Linked DNA regions of Sus scrofa: regions 1 and 3 are each linked to region 2. Evidence: chromatin contacts called from public promoter capture Hi-C data. All regions are on one chromosome and are shown on one strand. Each heading gives the region's core, a stretch centred on a gene start, on an enhancer-like site or on the middle of the called end of the contact. The rest is flanking DNA. Distances are from core to core; before and after follow the strand shown.

The links. Promoter capture Hi-C pulls out the DNA fragments that hold promoters and counts their contacts.
Region 1: a promoter capture Hi-C map of liver shows a contact between it and region 2, with 8 times the contacts expected there. The contact joins the promoter of PDF here to the promoter of TANGO6 in region 2. A contact is called at or near these places in 3 of 5 promoter capture datasets (fetal skeletal muscle and liver) and 1 of 2 datasets of contacts at active chromatin or transcription factors (alveolar macrophages).
Region 3: a promoter capture Hi-C map of fetal skeletal muscle shows a contact between it and region 2, with 4 times the contacts expected there. The contact joins the promoter of VPS4A here to the promoter of TANGO6 in region 2.

What each region holds. Positions count from the first base shown.
Region 1 is chr6:17,650,906-17,653,674 of Sscrofa11.1, forward strand. It overlaps PDF (peptide deformylase, mitochondrial), which reads left to right and starts at 1,392. Exons shown (of 2, transcript XR_298517.3): 1 at 1,392-2,769. COG8 (conserved oligomeric Golgi complex subunit 8) reads left to right here. Exons shown (of 6, transcript XM_003126905.6): 5 at 1,018-1,185; 6 at 1,188-1,396. The coding sequence ends at 1,288.
Region 2 is chr6:18,069,918-18,072,870 of Sscrofa11.1, forward strand. TANGO6 (transport and Golgi organization protein 6 homolog) reads right to left here and starts at 1,638. Exons shown (of 19, transcript XM_021093875.1): 1 at 1,504-1,638. The coding sequence starts at 1,600.
Region 3 is chr6:17,668,100-17,670,930 of Sscrofa11.1, forward strand. VPS4A (vacuolar protein sorting 4 homolog A) reads right to left here and starts at 1,453. Exons shown (of 11, transcript NM_001243418.1): 1 at 1,280-1,453. The coding sequence starts at 1,300.

The DNA.
Region 1 (2,769 bases), core at 142-2,641, 420 kb before region 2:
AAAAAGATTTTTTAAATTACTTTATTGATTTAATTAATTCACATACTAAGTAATTCACCTATTCGTAAAATTCAGTGTTTTTAGTAAATGTACAGAGGTATGCATCCATTACCACCATCTGATTTTAGAATATTTCCAACACCCCAGAAAGATCCTTGGTGTTCATTCCCCAATCCCAGCCTTAGGCCCTGGCTACCATTTAACTTACTTTCTGTTGCAAAAAAACTGCCTTTTTTGAACACTTCTTATCAGTAGAATCATACAGTATGTTTATATTCTGGCTAAGTGGAAAAAGGTAGTCACAAAAGAACCACATATGGTATGATTCCATTGATATGAAACATTTATAGAAGGGTTTTTTTTTGTGTGTTTGTTTTTTGTCTTTTTAGGACTGCACCCGGGACATATGAAGGTTCCCAGGCTAGGGGTCCGTCCAATCAGCTGTAGCCGCAGGCCTACCCCACAGCCACAGCAATGCAGGATCAAGCCCCGACTGGGACCTACACCATGGCTCACAGCAACGCCTATCCTTAACCCACTGAGTGAGGCCAGGGATCGAACCTGCTTCTTCAGGAATGCTCAGATTCATTTCCACTGAGCCACGACAGGAACTCTTAGGTGTTTTTAAAAAATTTTTTTTTCCAATCTTCCTTCACGTCCGTGTGCCCACTCTCTCTGTGCCTGTGAGGGGGTTCTGGGAGGCCCAAAGCACAGTGGGCCAGTCATCACCCCGGCAGAGTGGCTGCTCTCCGCCTGCCCCCAGCTTTCCTTTGGGCGTGGCACAGGGAAGCCGGTGTCTGCAGAGGCTCTGCTGGCACTTCCTCCATCCCCCCTACTCTGAGTGCTTTTCCCGATTACCATCCCAGCTGGCTTTAGAGTATAGCTTCCTGTCCTGAATCACACAGATGACTTTTACTGTATGCAAATAGGAAATAAGTGGTTTTTCTTTTTTTTGGTGACACATCACTGTTTAAACTTACTTAACGCTTTTTGTACTTTCCCTTCCATCTGGGCCAGGCATTCCACCCACTCAGCTCCCCAAGTACGGAAACCTTGGGCATGTGAACGTCAGCGTTGTCCACGAGCCTCTCGCCTTTATCCTGCCGAAGAAAGAGATGGTCTTCTGTCTGGACGAGAAGGAGCTAGTCCCGGAGCTCGCAGCTCCAGCACCAGAACCCTCTTCCGAAGGCCACACCTCGAGCCTGTCTCCCCAGCTTTCCCTGACCCGCAGCAAGAGGTGGAATCCGCGGGGACGCTGCAGTCGGACGAACCCAGCGCGGGCACTTAACGGGCGCCTCCCGCTCCCAGAACCGGGTGCGGCGGGTCCCGGGGTGGGCGGCCTAGGGGCTGACTGCCTGCAGGGCTCGGGGAACGCGAGCGGCCGCGTGGGTTTAGGCTGGAGGCGGCCTGCAGTGCCTCCTCTCCGACAGGCAAGGGCGAGGCTGCGACGGCATAATGAAGGGAAACCTGATTCTTCCTGTAAATGGTTGATTAAACTATCAGAAATGGAATTAAGCGGTAAAGTTGACTGACGTCACCTAGAGGCGGGCTGAGCAGTGTGAGCGGCGTCGGCGATCCCGGAAACGGCCGAGGACTACGCTTCCCAGCGTCCCTGGCGACTGGAGTCCGGCGGCTCTGCTCCACGCGCCATGGATCGGGTGAAGGCTGTGGTGCTGCTGGGGTGGCTGCAAGCGCGGGCGCGTTGCTGCGTGAGGCCGGCCCTGCTGCGGGGAGCGGGCGGCGGCGCCCGGGCCTGCAGCTCCACGCCGGTCCCGGACGGACCCGAGGGCCCAGCGCGCCGGCGCTCCTACTGGCGCTACGTGCGGCGTCTGGTGCGGGGAGCGCCGGAGCCGCCGTACCCGCGCGTGTGCCAGGTCGGGGACCCAGCGCTGCGGGCCGTGGCGGCCCCAGTAGAGCCGGCGCAGCTGGCGGGGCCCGAGCTGCAGCGGCTGGTGCAGCGGCTGGTGCAGGTGATGCGGCGCCGGCACTGCGTGGGCCTCAGCGCGCCGCAGCTCGGGGTGCCGCTGCAGGTGCTGGCTCTGGAGTTCCCCGACGCGCTCTTCCACGCCTGCGCGCCGCGCCTGCGCGAGATCCGCCAGATGGAGCCCTTCCCCCTGCACGTGTTCGTGAACCCCAGCCTGCGGGTGCTGGACAGCCGCCTGGTCACCTTCCCCGAGGGCTGCGAGAGCGTCGCCGGCTTCTTGGCCTGCGTGCCCCGCTTCCAGGCAGTGCAGATCTCAGGTGCTGGGCGGTGGGGTCCCTGGGGCCTTTGGGTAAGCGCGTGCGTCTCTTCTGCCTTTGGAGGCGGTGGCCTCAGATCCCACGGAAGGGTTTCCGCAAAGTTCCTGTTAAAGTGTAGACGTGTTGATGGCTAATCAGCAGGACCCAGGAGGGGAGGAGATTCAGGACTGAGGGAATGAGTTGAGGCAGGAGGCGCCTTTGAAAGCAGAGCCAGACGGGAGCAGGGGTTGGAAGGGAGGACTGTTCGGCTGTTTGCTCACACCCCATCCTCTGCCCTGTGCCATCTGGCTCACTCTGTTACACACACATAACTGCCCAATAATATCTGTCATCCTGGTGGAGTGGGAGAAGTGGGACCCATCTTTGCCCAGCCATTACCTGTCTGTCATAGCACGGGATGTTTTGCAGAATGTGGTTCTTTGCTGGGGTTGGGATGATTGTTTCTCTTGAGCAAGAAGATCGTTTCTCATCTCAGCCCCATAGTGAGCCCAGCAACCTACCTGTCACAGTTGGGAACCAGGTTGAATA
Region 2 (2,953 bases), core at 388-2,887:
GCCTGGGAATCTCCATATGCCGTGGGTGCAGTCCTCAAAAGACAAAAGACAAAAGACAAAAAAAAAAAAACAAAACAGCAGAAAGATTCACACAATATATAGCAGACTGTGCAAAATATCATTTTACCCCATTACTTGTTCTTTTTCAAATAAGAAGGCTTGAATTCTCCTAAGCTAAATGTGTACACGTATGTAACTCCGCAACAAACTCTTTGAGAGTGAGAGGGTCTTTCAAGAATGAAATGTATGTGCTTTGTGACAGATGACTACTTCCTGATTTTTTAAAAGTTTTTACCAATTTATCCTTGTTCTCAGTCATATCCTAAAGAGCTGCAGTTGCTAAACAAGTCACCTCTCAATCAACAAGTTAAAATTGTATCTTGCAGTTTATTCTTCATTGAGGCAAAGCAGTATAGCTACCATACTACAGTGGAAGGCGTCTGAATTCAAATCCTAGCTCAACCACTTGGCAGATTGGCACTGGTTAGTTTCAAACGTACCTGAGCCTTGGTTCCTTCATCTGTAAAATTGAATACAAGTAATACCTATGTCACGGGATTGTTGTGAGGATAAAAACATATGTATATAAACAACACACTATAGGGACCAATACTTAGTAGGCAATTACTAACTTCCTTTCACTCGTACCAGGTATGATATGTTTTGGGAGTTTTCGCAGGGGTGTTTTTTTGGGGGGAGGAGGCGCGTCATCTCAAAATCATGTACCTTACCCTGCTCACTCTACAAACCCCTCCTCCAAAATATGCTCTAATTATACGCAGATAACCTCAGCTCCATACTGTATTCACATTATTATTTGCCTTGGTCTTGGAAGGGGGAGGGTTCGATAGATCTTGGTTCTGGGTTCATGTTTTGCCTCTAAATTGACCAAACGATCTTGGTCAGGTTACTTAATCTCTTCGGTGAGCCGAGAGTGTCCTCAGCTGTAGAAGGGGGGGCTCCAGGCTTCTCCACCCCCAAGGTCCCTTCTCATTCTAAATTGGGAAGATCTTAGCAACTCACTGGGAAAGAGGAATAGTGACTGTAAATCCCTGCCACAGACCGTAAATCCTAAATCCTCTCCCTAAAACGCAGCTCAAACGTCACTGCTGCCTTTTTTTTTTTTTGGACTCCTTGGCACTTTGTACAAATTTCCAGGGTCCACATTAGACCCTGCGCCTTCAAGAGGTTAGGACCGCTCTGAAGCCTTTAGGGCTGCGGCAAGGACGAAGAAACCACGCACCCAAGGTGCTTCACACAGTGAAGGTAAGCGCTGGTCCGTGTCAGTATTCAGCGGATCCCATCCCTCCTTGAGCCTCTGTTTTCTCAAGCGCAAAATGAGGCAGGACAGACCCTGCCCAAAGCCCCCGGTGCGGGGTGGGACAGCCTCAGAGCCCGGGTGGGGGTCCCGGTGAGGGACGCCGCGGAAGGAAGGACAGCCCTGGAAGACCGGCGGCCCTGAGAGTCCCGGGTGCAGCCCTGCGCCGAGACCCGTCGTCTCACCTCCCGGGCTCAGCAGCAGCTTCAGCGCCTCCAAAATCCGCTCCATCCCACACGTTTCCAGAGCCCTGCCGCCTGCTACTTGTCGGGCCGCCGCCATGACTAGAGTGGGACGCGCGTCTTGCGACCTGCGCAGGCGCCTGCGCGGAGCGGCATGGTCGCCATGTTGAGTGTGGCCAAGGAGCTAGGGGCGGGGCCCGCTCTGACCCGAACGCCCGGTTTAGGAAGAAACCTTTCCTCAAGCCCCCTGTATCCTCGAAGGGGGAGAAATTAAAAAGCTAACCCAACCTGCCTACACGTACAATTTCAGAGAATATGGTTAACTTTTGTATAAAGAAGAAGAGTGACAGAAATCGTTTATCATGAAGTAATATGCATTTCATTATGAAAATATTCTACTTGGGCAGCGAAGCACTGAAAGACATAATGAGGTAAACAGATGCTGTACCTTCTTATAATGAAGTTCGGATATGCAAAACAGTATACAGCTGAGTATTGCCAAGTTTCTTTATTAGTGATTTTTTTATTTTTATTTTTTTAAGGTTTTAATTAATTCATTAATTTTGTCTTTTTAGGGCCGCAACCACCGCATATGGAGGTTCCCAGCCTAGGGGTAGAATCGGAGCTATAGCCGCTGGCCTACACCACAGCCACAGCTATGCCAGATCCGAGCTGCGTCTGTGACCTACACCACAACTCAAGGCAACTCGGGATCCTTAACCCACTAAGCGAGGCCAGGGATCGAACCTGCATCCTCATGGATGCTAGTCAGATTCATTTCCACTTAGTCACGTGGGGAACTCCTATTAGTATATTTTAAAACAAGTGTTAAATACCAACATCCATCTTGAATACATAGCTACAAATATTGCCATTGGTGGAGTTCCCATTGTGGCTCAGCAATAACCAATCTGACTAGTAACCATGAGGAAGCAGTTCCATCCCTGGCCTTGCTCAGTGGGTTAAAGATCCTACCTTGTGGTGAGCTGTAGGTTGCAGACACTGGCTTGGATTGGCATTGCTCTGGCTGTGTCCTAGGCCAGCTGCTGCAGCTCCAATTTGACCCTTGGCCTGGGGACTTTTATACGCCTCAGGTGTGGCCCTAAAAAAGCAAAATAAATAAATTAATTAAAAAATGTTTTTGGTGATATGATTTCTTAAATGGACTAAATAAAGTTCCCAGTAAAAGTTTGATCTTTGCTCTATTTACATCCACTCCTGGAAAAATCAGTGTCTCTAAATATCCGGCCCCATCAAAATTGCATTAATCTGTAAAACAATGGGTTAGAGAGTCATATAATCAGAAACAGAGTTTCACCCACAGGGATCTTGGTTGGAACACTCAAAAGTCATGTCTGGGAGTTCCCCTTGTGGCTCAGCAGGTTACAGGCTGGACATTGTCTGTGAGGATGCAGGTTTATCCCCTGGCATCATCAGTGAGTTAAGGATCCCA
Region 3 (2,831 bases), core at 203-2,702, 400 kb before region 2:
TACAGCATATGGAAGTTCCCAGGCCAGGGGTCAAATTGGAGCTGCAGCTGCTGACCTAAGCCACAGCCATGGCAACACCAGATCCGTGCCACATCTGCAACCTACGCCACAACTTGCGTCAACACTGGATCCTTAATCCACTGAGTGAGGCCAGGGATCAAACTCGCATCCTCACGGACACTATGTCGGGTTCTTAACCCGGTGAACCACAATGAGAACTCCTAAGGCTGTTTGTTTGTTTGTTTGTTTAAATTTTTTTTAAAAAATTCTTAGCTTACAAGCCATATACGGAGTGTCTAGGCAGGTGGCATCTGCAGGCAATGATGGTGGACCCTTGTGATAACAAATGAGAGCTTCTGCTGGTGGGTGGTGGGGTCTGGCTTTGGACTTCAGCAAATCCTGGCCTAGTACCCCAGAATTCCATGCCTCTGTTCCCCTCTTTCCTCCACTGCAGTAACCATTCCCCCTGCACCTCCAGGTACCTGCAGGAATCCCCAGCCCCCCATTCTGTGACTGCCTGGCCAAATGCCTCTTCCTCCATGACGTCCTGTCCAACTCCCCCAAGCACTGTCTGTCATCACTTACTGACCGCTTGCGATGTAGCAGACACTGTGTTAAAAATGCTTTACCGAAGTCCTCTATCTAGAGCCACTATCACAGGAACCCTACAGAGTATTAACCCATTTTACTGAGAGGACACCCGAGACTCCAAAATCAGCCAACTAGCCCAAGGTCACATGCTAGTAAGTGGCAGACCCGAGATCCAAACTCAGGTTCGAGGCACAAACAAGTTTTATGTTTCCCAGTCCAATAAGGGCCGGCAGCACCTGGAGGATGGGTCAGTCGTGCATCCAGGTGGCGCCAGCCCAGCACCACCCTTCCCGATCCAGAGAATGAATGAGGGGTCTTTGGGCGAGAAGAGGAAATGGGAAGGAGCCAGGGCTTGTTCGAAGGGAGGCAGGACGACGAGGAGGGACAGCCGGCAACCCGACCCCAGGCCCGAGCTTCCCCAGCCCGTGAGGCCGGATGAGGCTCAACCCCACGGCGGTCCCGGGACTCCAGTCACAAATAGCGGCCTCGGGGCCGGGCTTTCTGAACAGAAGGCTACCCTTAGCTCCGAGCGCGTGAAAACAGAAACGCGCGGAGGCGACGAGAGGGCGATGGGGCGGGGGCCGCGAGGCCCGGGCTCTGAAGAGGCCGCCCGCCCGCCCACAGGCCCCGCCGCCCTCCTTCGGCCTCCGCAAGCCGGGCCGGGCCAAGACGGGCCGTGCCGAGGTACCTGGAGGGTTGGCGTTGTCATTTCATCTCCTGGGCTCGCCCCACACCTCGCGGCGCTGCTTGGGGCCTCGGTCCGGCCCCGGGAGCCGAGGGGCTGCTCCGGCGCGGGGAGCGCGGCGGGTCGGCGCTGGGCGCGGGTAAGGTGGCTTCTCGCAGCCGGAGCCGAGTCCGTGGGTGAGCGAGGAGCGCAGCCCAGAGCGGTCGGGCCCGAGCCGCGCGGCTGCCCCCCGGCGGCCACGCCGGCACTGCAGGCTCCGCTCCCCATGGCCTCTTGGGGGCCGGGGCGGGGTCGCCGTGGGACGAGGGCCGGGCCGGGGGCGTGGCCGGGGGCGGGGCCGAGGGCGTGGCCGGGTCGGGCGGGGCCAGAGCGGAGTGGAATTCTGAAGTCCCGGACCCACCTGAATAAAAGAGCACCTAAATGGCAGTTAACTCGCACAATAAGCCTGACTCCCCAGACCTCTGGGTTCCTGATGTTGAATAGGCACCGTAATAATAATAATTAGAAGCTACCTTATCGGCCTTGGGGAGGAAGTGAATGAGCCAACTAATAGCAGTGTATCCCACACTGTGGGCTCAGTCCCTGGTAACTGTTATTATGATGCCAATGACTCTGTTTAAAGCCAGCTTTGTTTTCCTTTCTAAATACTAACTCTTCTACTTTTGTCCTTAGAAAAGAGATTTTCTTAGACCTTCAAAGCTGGGGCCTCTACCCATGTGAACTTCAGCATAGCAGATTGGTTGTTCACATTCATTCATTCAACAATATTTTGTAAATATCTACTATGTACTAGTTTTTGGAACGCAGCAATGATCAAAACAGCTCTAGGGGAGCCTACAATCTCAGGAAAACAATGAAGTTCATCAGGAGGTGATAAACCCGTTGAGGCCTGGGCGTGAAGTCCCACGTGCTATGTGAGCATCTAAAAGGCAGTCTGCCCAAGGTCAGGAGAGGCTCCCTTTTAATTGGGGGCTTGAGGGCTGGGGTGGGGGCGGGAAGAGTACTCCAGGTTGATGAAATAGCCTGTGCCAAGGCTTTGAGGCATGAGGAGGCCACTGGTAGAATTTAGAAAGCTAGAAGAAGGCTCAGGTAGCCAGAGAGAAGAAAATGAGTGGACGTATGATGTGAACTGATGCTGGGGAGATGGACAGGGGCCAGGACGTGTGGCCTTGGTAAAGATTTTTGGCCTTAAGATAAACGGGAAACTTCTTTTTTTAATTGTCTAGATGACTGTACCCTCATAGGGAGAGCGGATTGCAGGGATGGGCTGGCTGGCTATTGCACATGAAGCTACTGCTATAGTACAGAAGAGTGAGGACAGCTTGGACTAGGGGGAGGTCCGTGTAGAGACATAGACAGAATAGAGAGGTTTTTGGAAGATAAATCATAAGCTCTTGGAAATGGATTGGATATGGGTTATGCTGAGAAGTAGTAGGGGCAGGAGGGGACAGGGATGACTCCTGGGTTGCTGGCTTAGTGACTGGATGGATGGTCATGCCACTGAGATGGGGAATACAGGACAAAGACCAGGTTTGGGGGGCAGAGGAGTGAGGGA